Linked DNA regions of Sus scrofa: all the other regions are linked to region 3. The links are chromatin contacts, called in public Hi-C maps. All regions are on one chromosome and are shown on one strand. Each heading gives the region's core, a stretch centred on a gene start, on an enhancer-like site or on the middle of the called end of the contact. The rest is flanking DNA. Distances are from core to core; before and after follow the strand shown. Region 1 has its middle 150 kb from the start of GJA1. Region 2 has its middle 250 kb from the start of HSF2. Region 3 overlaps LOC102158650 (a long non-coding RNA gene).

Region 1 (3,016 bases), core at 93-2,592, 190 kb after region 3:
AGCCCACCGAGCTAGGCCAGCGATCAAACAAGCATCCTCATGGATGCCAGTCAGATTTGTTTCCACTGAGCCAGGATGGGAACTCCTGCCTTAGTTAATTTTTTATTTAAATTTTATTCTCATATATTTAGGTTCATTGCTTAGTCTTAGATAAATTATATTGGACAGCATACATAGGCAAAATATAAGGAAAGAAATAGACTATGTGGTGAATTCTTAAGCCTATAGTATAGAAACCAAAGAACAATGAGTGCTTTATCTCATTGGTGAAATGGGGACTATGTGGTACCATTTCCTCCATCACCAGATTACATAAATCCAGGAACCAACAGGTGGGGGTGGAAGGGATCCCTCTCACTATTATACTTAATCCACTGAAGAAATTTTAAGGGTCTGTCCCCAGAGACTTGGACTTGGTGATGTGAAGGTTCTAGTTACCAAGGGAGAAATCCTTCCAAGGAGAGACATAGTCATGTTCCATTGAACTGGAAGCTGAGAGAGCCCTCTGACCATTCAGACTCCCCCCACCCCTGAACCAAGAGGCAGAGATGGAGGCTACTCTTATCAGAGATATTGAGTCCAATTACCATGGCAATTGGCGTGATCATTCCCCTACTCCTTCCTGAAGTTGGAGCAAAGTTCTTGGCTGTAATTTCACTCTTGACTCTGACTACAGCTCCTACCAGGCAGCTCCTCTATGGAGATCCAGTAATGCTCTGTCACCCCCTTTGCCTTCTCTCATTTATTTTAGTTTAGTTTAGTTTATTTATCTTTTTAAGGGCCGCACCCGAGGCATATGGAAGTTCTCAGGCTAGGGGTTAAATCGGAGCTACAGCTGTCGGCCTACACCACAGCCACAGCCATGTCAGATCCAAGACGCATCTGGGACCTACACCACAGCTCAAGGCAACACTGGATCCTTTACCCACTGAGTGGGGCCAAGGATCATACCCACATCCTCATGGGTATGAGTTGGGTTCATTACCTCTGAGCCACAACGGGAACTCCCTGGCTTCTCAATTTTAGCTTCCCACAATTGTTAGTCCCTTCTGCTCTAAAATTTCCACTCAGAGTAAAAGCTGAAGCTGTGACAATGAACTACAAAGACCTAGACAGTGTGTCTGTTACACCTATTTGCCCTGCAACGTCCCAAATCTCTTCCCCCACCAATGTTCCCCTCACTCCCCCATTCCACCTACATGGACCTTTTTGCCAGGCACCCTCTGTCCTGGGGTGTTTGTGCTTACTCATCTGTCCACTTAAAATGCTTTTTCCATGATGCCTGCACATCGGTATAGTTCAGGGCAAAAGGAAAGATGAGAGGGGAGGTATTATGCAGGTGGAATAGCGTGAATGAAGACTGGCTATGAGTTGATCATTGTTGAGTCTGGGGTGGGTGTGAGGGAGTTCAATATATCATGCTTTCTAATTTCATATGTTTGGAATTTTTCCATAATAAAAAGGTAAAAAAAAAAAAAAAAAAAAAAAAAAAAACCTCTGTGATAGGATCTGGGAAAAGCACATGATACTCAGGCATTAAGTTGTTTAAGAACCTCGCTCTGGTCCCTGAGAATCTTCTTTACTGTTCCAGGTGGCCTCAGTGTTACAGTTTCTCCTCATTCCTCCTTATAATTTTTGGCTCACCAGCCTCTCCTCACAGGTCCCTTCCACATTCTTAGAATCCTTTCCTTTCTGATTTTCACCTTGGAGTTTTGTTACAACCAACATGGGAGCTCCTTAACCTCTTTAATAAGCCTGGTACTTTCTACAACCTCTGAACAGAGATCAGCTGACATTCTGCTCTCACATAATTACAGCGTGCCTCAGGCAACAAGATAAACCTAGAACATACCCTTCAGGTCACTGGAAACACTCCCTCTGTATTTATAGTTCTGAGTTTACAGATGATCTGCAGCTTTTGAGCCTCTTCCTGGAAATTACCCCTCTAAACTGTCACAACAAAATGTTCTCTTGTCCTGAAATTTCTCTCTTGAACGTGCTGACACCTAGGAAGTTAGAAACCCCTGGGAACAAGAGGGCTCTCAGTCTGCTGCACATAGGGAACAGCTGTTAGTTTACTGATGTGTTGGTAATTAACAGTTTGTGTCAGCTCGCTGTCAGCCAGCACACCTCGAAGTCACCATAAACACACAGAGGCTCTGGAGCCAAATGTTTCAAACACTGGCACCTTTCCTTGCTTGCTATTCCCCATTCCCTGATGGGCTTCTTTTTTTCTTTCTTCCTGCCTTCCCTTCTTGCTTCCTTTCTTCCGTTTTTAGTACCTGTGCAATGACAGTGAGAGAAGTGGGCTGGGAGTTGAAGATAGCTCTACCAGTACACATTTTAAACCTCAAGTCCATTATCTATAATATAAAGAGAGTCGAATGCATGCTCTCTCCAGCCTTGCTACTCAAAGTGTGATCCCCAGGCCAGCAGCACTGGCATCACCTGACCTGACCTGGTTAAAATGCAGACTTTTAGGCCCCGCCCCAGACCTGCTGGACCAGAATCACATTTTTCATAGACCTCCAGGCTACTCCTATGCACACGTTGTTACTTCTCTATTTCTGCTGTAGCAAATTACCCCAAACTTAAAAGACATAAAACAAATTGATTATGTTACAGTTCTGTAGGTCAGAAGAGTAACAGATCTCAGTGGCCTAAAATCGACATGTTGACAAAGAAGAGTACTGAGTCTCTAGAAGAGAATCTATTTCCTTGCCTTTTCTTGCTTCTAAAAGCTGCTTGTTTTCCTTGTCTCCTGGCTCCCTTCCTCCAACAGCACTGTTTCGTCTCCCTGACCATTCTTTCAGAATCACATCTCCCTCTAACCCTGAACTCAGTGGGGAAAGCATCTCTACTTTTAAGGATCAGGGATTGAACTCAAGTCCTCATGGATACTAGTCAGTTTCGTTAACCACTGAGCCACGACAGGAACTCCAACTTCGCCATTTTAAACTCTTTTACTAAATCACATCTGAACGAGCTTTTTGCCATATAAAGTAGCACATCACCA
Region 2 (3,239 bases), core at 78-2,577, 230 kb before region 3:
TTTTGGCCACGCCCACAGCATGTGGAAGTTCCTGGGCCAGGGATGAAATACAAGTATGCCACATCTGAGCCATTTCAGGGACGACAATAAGCAGGATCCTTATCCTGCTGTGGCACAAGGGAACTCCTCTATTGAGTTTTAATAAAATGCTCTTTAAAATGTATATATTGCTTAGCTTTTCTGGGCTCAGTTTCCTTATTTCTAAAGAGAAGGCAATTGGATTATAGGGTATCCAAGCTCCTGCCAAGAGCAGGACTATTTTCAGTGTTATGAAGAAAGTGTACTTTCTTCCAACTATTAGAAGCTTGTTTCCTACTTTCTTTTCATCACTCTAGTTGTAGACAATTTTTCCAGTGTGATATATTAATATATTATGGCTGAAAAAGACTGCTTCCAAAATGCTTATAAGATTATACATCTTTTTGTCTAACAACACAAATTTGTTTAAATGGCCATTAGAAACTTGGGAAGATGGCATTATAAAACCAAGTGTCATTCGCTCTTCTAGAGTTGGCCTTGTATTAGAGTGTCATTTTTAGGTGTTTGTGCCTATCTCCTTCTGAAGTGGATAAAAATTATATGCTCTTATTTGTATCTCCCAAACCTATCACCTCACAGTGAAAGACGTGTTGGTGATATCTTGGCGACAGGAAGAATGGTCTGTGTCAGCGATAACAACCACGTTCCTATTCCCTGATCCTACCATTTATCTTCTGGGTGCCACCTTTCATACCTTCTATAGGGTTTCTGGGCAAATTTTAAAATGACTGTGCTGTCAACCTTTTCACGTGATGAGGACATCCAGACTGCCACCATTGCCAAGTACAGAAAATGGCACTTGCAATAGCCCAGAAGTCACCTCTGTTCTGAATCAGCTGGGGCCAGTGACACAGACTAAATCACATGAGAGAGCTGCTGCATGTCCTGGGAAGGTACGCATTTTCTAAAGAAAGAAAACTATTTTGGAACTTCTGAATGTGACAACCTTTCTTGTTCACACTCAGTAAACACATTAGCTGGATTCTTCTGATTATCAATTAGCAATGTTTTTGCCAGGAATACTGGCACTGATGCTGTTTTTAGCATTGAAAAATCCTGTGGAAGAAATGAGGATTTTAGCATGTTGTAGGTGTTATGGTTTCTGAGTGTTTTACGGCATTCTCTGAACTATTATAACTAATTAACTTTTCAATCAGAAAATGTGCCTCTTTTGCTGTTAGGTTTCAAGAGGAGTTTCTTTGAAAAGAAGTAAAATAATAAAGGCTTGGGTTGAATCTACTTTCATAGGCAAGTCACATCTCACATTATTAAGCACTTGTACTGAAGAGCTCCCAGGGCGAATGAGGCCAAGGTTAGGACTCTTCAGACATCAGAGGCCAAGTTCTATCTTATAAGAAATGATTTTATCCCCCAGTTACAGTCTAGGCCCCTGGCCCTGACTTGTTCTCTGTCACCAAGAGATAGTAGTTTTACCTGACATGAGGGATGCCAAGAAAGAGATCGTGAATGGCAGTGAAAATCATCATGATGCTAAATAAAAAGACAGCTAGACTGAATATGAATTTGTAGCTTCCCCTTTGTATTAAGTTGAGCCACACAAAATTGCCTGTTCTGTTAGTCAAAGAAGTAAAATAAAAGCAATTTTATATGGTTCGAACTTACATTTTTTCTGGCTATCATTTAGAAAGGAGAATTTAGGGAATTCTGTTAGGTCAACTAGACTGATTCTTTTTCATGCAAACACAGCTTTCTCAAGTTAAATGATCAGACTAAAAATAATTTAATTATAGGGTTTTCTGGAATAAAATTTTAGTAGAAACAGGGTGACAAAATCTAATAAGTTAACTATTTCTATTTAAGCCCAGTTAATTATTGGGGCCATATCATGTGATTATTTCTACCTCCTGATGCCAGGATACAAGGGTTCAAATCTGAGCTCTGATACATATTTCCTTCACCTTGAGCAGGTTACTTACTCCATCTGTGACTCTGTTTCCTTACCTTTAAAATAGAAATGATGATAGTACCTACCATGTAAGGTTGTGGCAAGGATTAAATGAGTAATCAATATAAAAAACTTGGAATGGTTTTCAGTATACCATTATAAATGTTGGTACTTATAGTTACCAATCACCAAATGAAGCTATGGAAGAAAACTAACTAGATGAGCAAATCCCTGTTGTCATTCTGGTTGTGGTCGAGATAGATTTTCAGTCTAGAGCAACTGATCTTAGAGCCCGGTACTATATTTTCCGACTGACTAGTGGTGTTAAGTAGATCTCATGTGCATGTTAGGTGATAACATTGTCAAAGATGACTGAAACATTTCACATGATGAGCTTTAGAAGAGCCAAGAACTCCAGTGAGCGCTAAAGATAGATCACCAGCCTGCAGAGAATCCCTCTCTGCTGGTTTAGATCAGAAGTGCAGTGACCTTACAGTGAGCCTTTTAGAGGATAAGTACTATTTGATGAGGACACCATCATGATTTGGTTGGTCATGATGCTCTAGCCCCTATCAAATCTTTAGTATCTGAAATTTTCTCACACTGATTCCTGTCACCATGAAAAAGGGGCCAACTCTCTCTTGATCAGGAATTGTGTGAGGCTCAACAAATACATAGCAACCAAGTTTTTATCTGAGCAGGGTGACAGATAATTTCTCAATATCTCACTAGAAAAAGAAATATGTGATATAGCGGTTTATGGTCAGATGATGGCTGAAAATACAAGGAAGTGGAATCTAAAAGCCAGGCAGAATTTTCAAGGCAGCAGACCACTGTGTTTTCCTCTTTCCATTGAAAACTGTGGAGGTTATGGACATGTAGCCATAACCTCTGGAAAAATGAGTTCCATTCTTTATTTTCTTTTTTTTAAAGAAGGACATTTATCTCTCTCTTTTTTTGGGGGGGGGGGAGGTTCCATGGTATATGGAAGTTCCTGGGTCAGGGATCAAACCCATACCGCAGTGACAACCTGAGCCACAGCAGTGACAATGCCGGATCCTTAATCCACTAAGCCACTGGGGAACTCCATGAGTTCCATTAATACTGTATTTAGCAGTGGATTTCAAAGAGAAGGTCCTTAGTAATTGTTTTACTCTGATGACATTAGGGAGAGATGATGGTTGTGCAGACACTCAACATCCCTGCTTCTCTCTCACTTTGTCCAATCTGTTTGTTTTGACAACTCCAGCACCCTGATTAGCTATCCAGTTACTCCTAGTTAAAGTAATTGAAC
Region 3 (3,210 bases), core at 154-2,653:
CTCAGATCTGGCATTGCTGTGGCTGTGGCTTAGGCTAGCAGCTGTAGCTCTGATTAGACCCCCTAGCCTGGGAGCCTCCATATGCTGCGGGTGCAGCCCTAAAAAGACAAAACACAAAAATAAATAAATAAATAAATAAATGTTCGATATCTCATACATTCCTACATTTCTCATCAGGAAAAACAACAACAACAAAAACAATTTCCTTTCTCGGAAGATGTGTTTTGCTCCATGTAGGGGAGTTTAGCAGGATAGATAGTGAGAGCTAAAATATTGCCTGCCATGACAGTAAACAAAGGATGTTGCAGCCACCAAGCCATCACATTGCAGCCAACTGGACAGCGAGCCCTGAGGAAACTCAGGATGGAGACAAATGGGCTGCTCACTGCGAAGCCCATCTAAGCAGTCAGCAGCTTCAGCTACCCCCTATGGTGCCCCCTGAGAAAACAGAGTATTGGCCCAGATAGCTGAGGTGAATATCAAAGGGGTGATTTCAGTGAGCTCAAACTCTTGCATCTTCCCATTCACAGAAAAGCACTAAATTCCTTAATGTAAAATGTATGGTTTTTTTTTTTTTCTTTTACTTTTTAGCCACATATGGAAGTTTCAGGCTAGGGGTGAAATTGAAGCTGCAGCTGCTGGCCTACACCACAGCCACAGTAACAAGGTATCTGTCTGCGTCTGCAAAACACACCACAGCTCACAACAATGAAGGATCCTTAAGCCACTGAGCTGGCCAGGGATCTAACCTGTATCCTCATGGATATTAGTCAGGTTCATTCCTGCTGAGACCCACAAGGGACACTCCTGAGTTCCTTTAATTGTTAATAATCCTTTGATGTTCTGACTGCTTGGTCTTTTGTTGAAAACTCCTATACATCCTAGCTCCCCATCATTGCCTCTCTGGAAAAGTTTTCAGTGTTGTTCGAGCTGTTGTGTCCTGGGCTTGAAGTCCTCAGAAAATCATCGGAGTAAAACATAACCCTCAAATTTTAGGTAGTGCTTTTTTTTTTTTTTTTTTCTTTCAGTCAATGGTACGTAATCCTTTGCACAAACCACAGAATTTGCCAGTCTGTCCTAGCTCTTTTGCTTTTGGGTTCAGTGTTTCCACTTGAACTGAGTTGAAATGATGGGAGCATCCCTCTTAAAGGGAACAAGGGTGGATCCTTCTTACGGATTGTGAATCATTGTTTCCTTATTGTCACTGAAAAATGTAATAGAGAAGACAAGATCTGAAGACAAAGTGTTCAGTATTACATGTTAGTCAAACCTTGTTTTTTTTTTACACTTGGAAAGAAAAGAAAGGATGCTGAAGTGAAAGCCTCCCTCTGTAGCTCTGTGATCACAGCCAAGGCAGGAGACTTCCCCAACCCAGAGGAGCATTCCAAAGCAGAAAGGATTAGGCAACCTCCACAAAGCAGGCACGCCGCCATTGGTCTGGGTTTCCCAGTGTAAAAAGCTCTTCTTCTGTTCTAAAAGGACAAACAGTTCAAGTCTCACCACGGGTAACTGGGAAAGTAGGGTAAAAAAGGATCTTCCAAACAGTAAACTGCCTATTTGTTTGATGATTATTTTGCAAGCCCAGTAAACAGATCTGTTTAAATCATCCATCCAGTCAAAAAAAAAAAAAAAAAAAAATCCGCCAATTACCTACCACATGGTGAGGGCTCTGCACCTGCACAGAGGTGTAAGACAAGATCCCCACCCCAGAGAGCTGATAGTCTAGCACTGCTGGCAAATATGAGTGAATTTCTCATTTCCACCATGACCCACAGTAATATTTTATGTTGAATCCATTTTCTTGAGAGCATTGTGAATCCATTGATCATAATCTCTACAATAAGAACAAGTAGCTAATATTAGTTCCCAGGTATGAGGCATTCTAGACATATTTTAAAATGTTGATTTTTTCAGCACCCCATGGCAAAGATTTTAAATGGATTTGATCAAAAGTCAAAAGGAGCCCTTTCACATGCTCTTGCTGAGAAACTTGGCATTGGGACTGTACCTAATTGAGAGACTTTGTTGGCTGAAGTGTGTTGGCTCCAAGCCCAATCACAGGACCCCTTGGAACAATGAGTAAGGCCATTAGTGTGCATGCCTAATCCCTAGTGACCTTGTGAAAGTCTCCCTCTTTCTTGGGATTTGCAGGTCCCATGGTTCCGTAGCATGGGAGAGTGACACGTTAATCCTGTTCTCTTTTCTCTCTCATCCTTACAGATTGCTACAGGCCATGGACTGTCCTATAAGTGGAGACTGAGTCATTTTTTTTTAACAACTTGACAGTGAAGCTTACATCAGAGTATGTTAAAATTATAAGTGCTATTAACTTTGAACAGCAATCTGACTATAAATTTTCTTTTGGCCTATGTAATAACTCTCCTCCTTTTTTAAAGACACCCTTATTAAGACATACCCCAAATGTAGCTAGTTTAAATACTACCCATTAAATTTTTTCTTTAATCTTTATTCCTTTTTCTTAGAATCTTACTACATATTGGATTTGTACTTTTTTTTTAGTATCTTTAGAGTGACTGACCAAATGCAGTAACTAGCTGTCTTAAATACACCTAGAGTATTACTTAATACCTCAGAAATTCCCTCTATAGTTTTGTATTTAAAAAAGCAGAACAGGGGAGTTCCCATTGTGGCACAGTGGAAACTAACCCAACTGCTGTCCATGAGGACATGGGTTCCATCCCTGGCCTTGTTCAGTGGGTTAAGGATCTGGCATTGCCATGAGCTGTGGTGTAGGTCGCAGACGTGATTTGGATCCTGTGTTGCTGTGACTGTGGCCAGTAGCTGTAGCTACAAGTCCACCCCAGCCGGGAAACTTCCATATCCTACAGGTGAGGCCCTAAAAAGAAAAAAAAAAAAAAAAAAGCACCACAAAACCAAGAAAGCTACCTTTGAAAGCAACAACGCTTTTTTTTCTTTAGGTAAAAGTTAAACCAAGGCAAGTGCAAATTATCTGAACTCCATTCTCCATTATTATGAATTGGCTTTGACAACTCCTTCTTGCCAAATTTATTGTTCCTGGTTGTGTGGGAGATGTTTCTATAAAATAATTTGGAAGGAGCAGTGGAAACATTTCTCTATAAAATAAAGATATATAGTTGTCTAAGATCATTAGCAGATGGGTTATAATAAATTTGTAGTTTCAAAGTGATGGAAGCAGACTTTAAAAGGGGGTGCCCAAGAGGTTTTGGT

What was found. A called contact is a pair of places that touch in the nucleus more often than the background predicts.
Region 1: a Hi-C map of heart right ventricle shows a contact between it and region 3, with 5 times the contacts expected there. The contact joins two enhancer-like sites. A contact is called at or near these places in 2 of 47 Hi-C or Micro-C datasets (fetal heart ventricle and heart right ventricle).
Region 2: a contact with region 3 is called in a Hi-C map of heart right ventricle, with 6 times the contacts expected there. The contact joins two enhancer-like sites. A contact is called at or near these places in 3 of 47 Hi-C or Micro-C datasets (embryonic fibroblasts, fetal heart ventricle and heart right ventricle).

Annotation. Positions count from the first base shown.
Region 1 is chr1:40,848,964-40,851,979 of Sscrofa11.1, forward strand. No RefSeq gene overlaps it. Among named protein-coding and RNA genes, the nearest start is that of GJA1, 150 kb to the right of the region's middle. Within about 2 kb of position 1,343, at least 7 of the 83 cell types and tissues checked have an H3K27ac peak or open chromatin away from gene starts, as enhancers often do.
Region 2 is chr1:40,429,119-40,432,357 of Sscrofa11.1, forward strand. No RefSeq gene overlaps it. Among named protein-coding and RNA genes, the nearest start is that of HSF2, 250 kb to the left of the region's middle. Within about 2 kb of position 1,328, at least 4 of the 83 cell types and tissues checked have an H3K27ac peak or open chromatin away from gene starts, as enhancers often do.
Region 3 is chr1:40,662,913-40,666,122 of Sscrofa11.1, forward strand. The region is part of intron 1 of LOC102158650 (a long non-coding RNA gene); the gene reads left to right. Among named protein-coding and RNA genes, the nearest start is that of GJA1, 340 kb to the right of the region's middle. Within about 2 kb of position 1,404, at least 12 of the 83 cell types and tissues checked have an H3K27ac peak or open chromatin away from gene starts, as enhancers often do.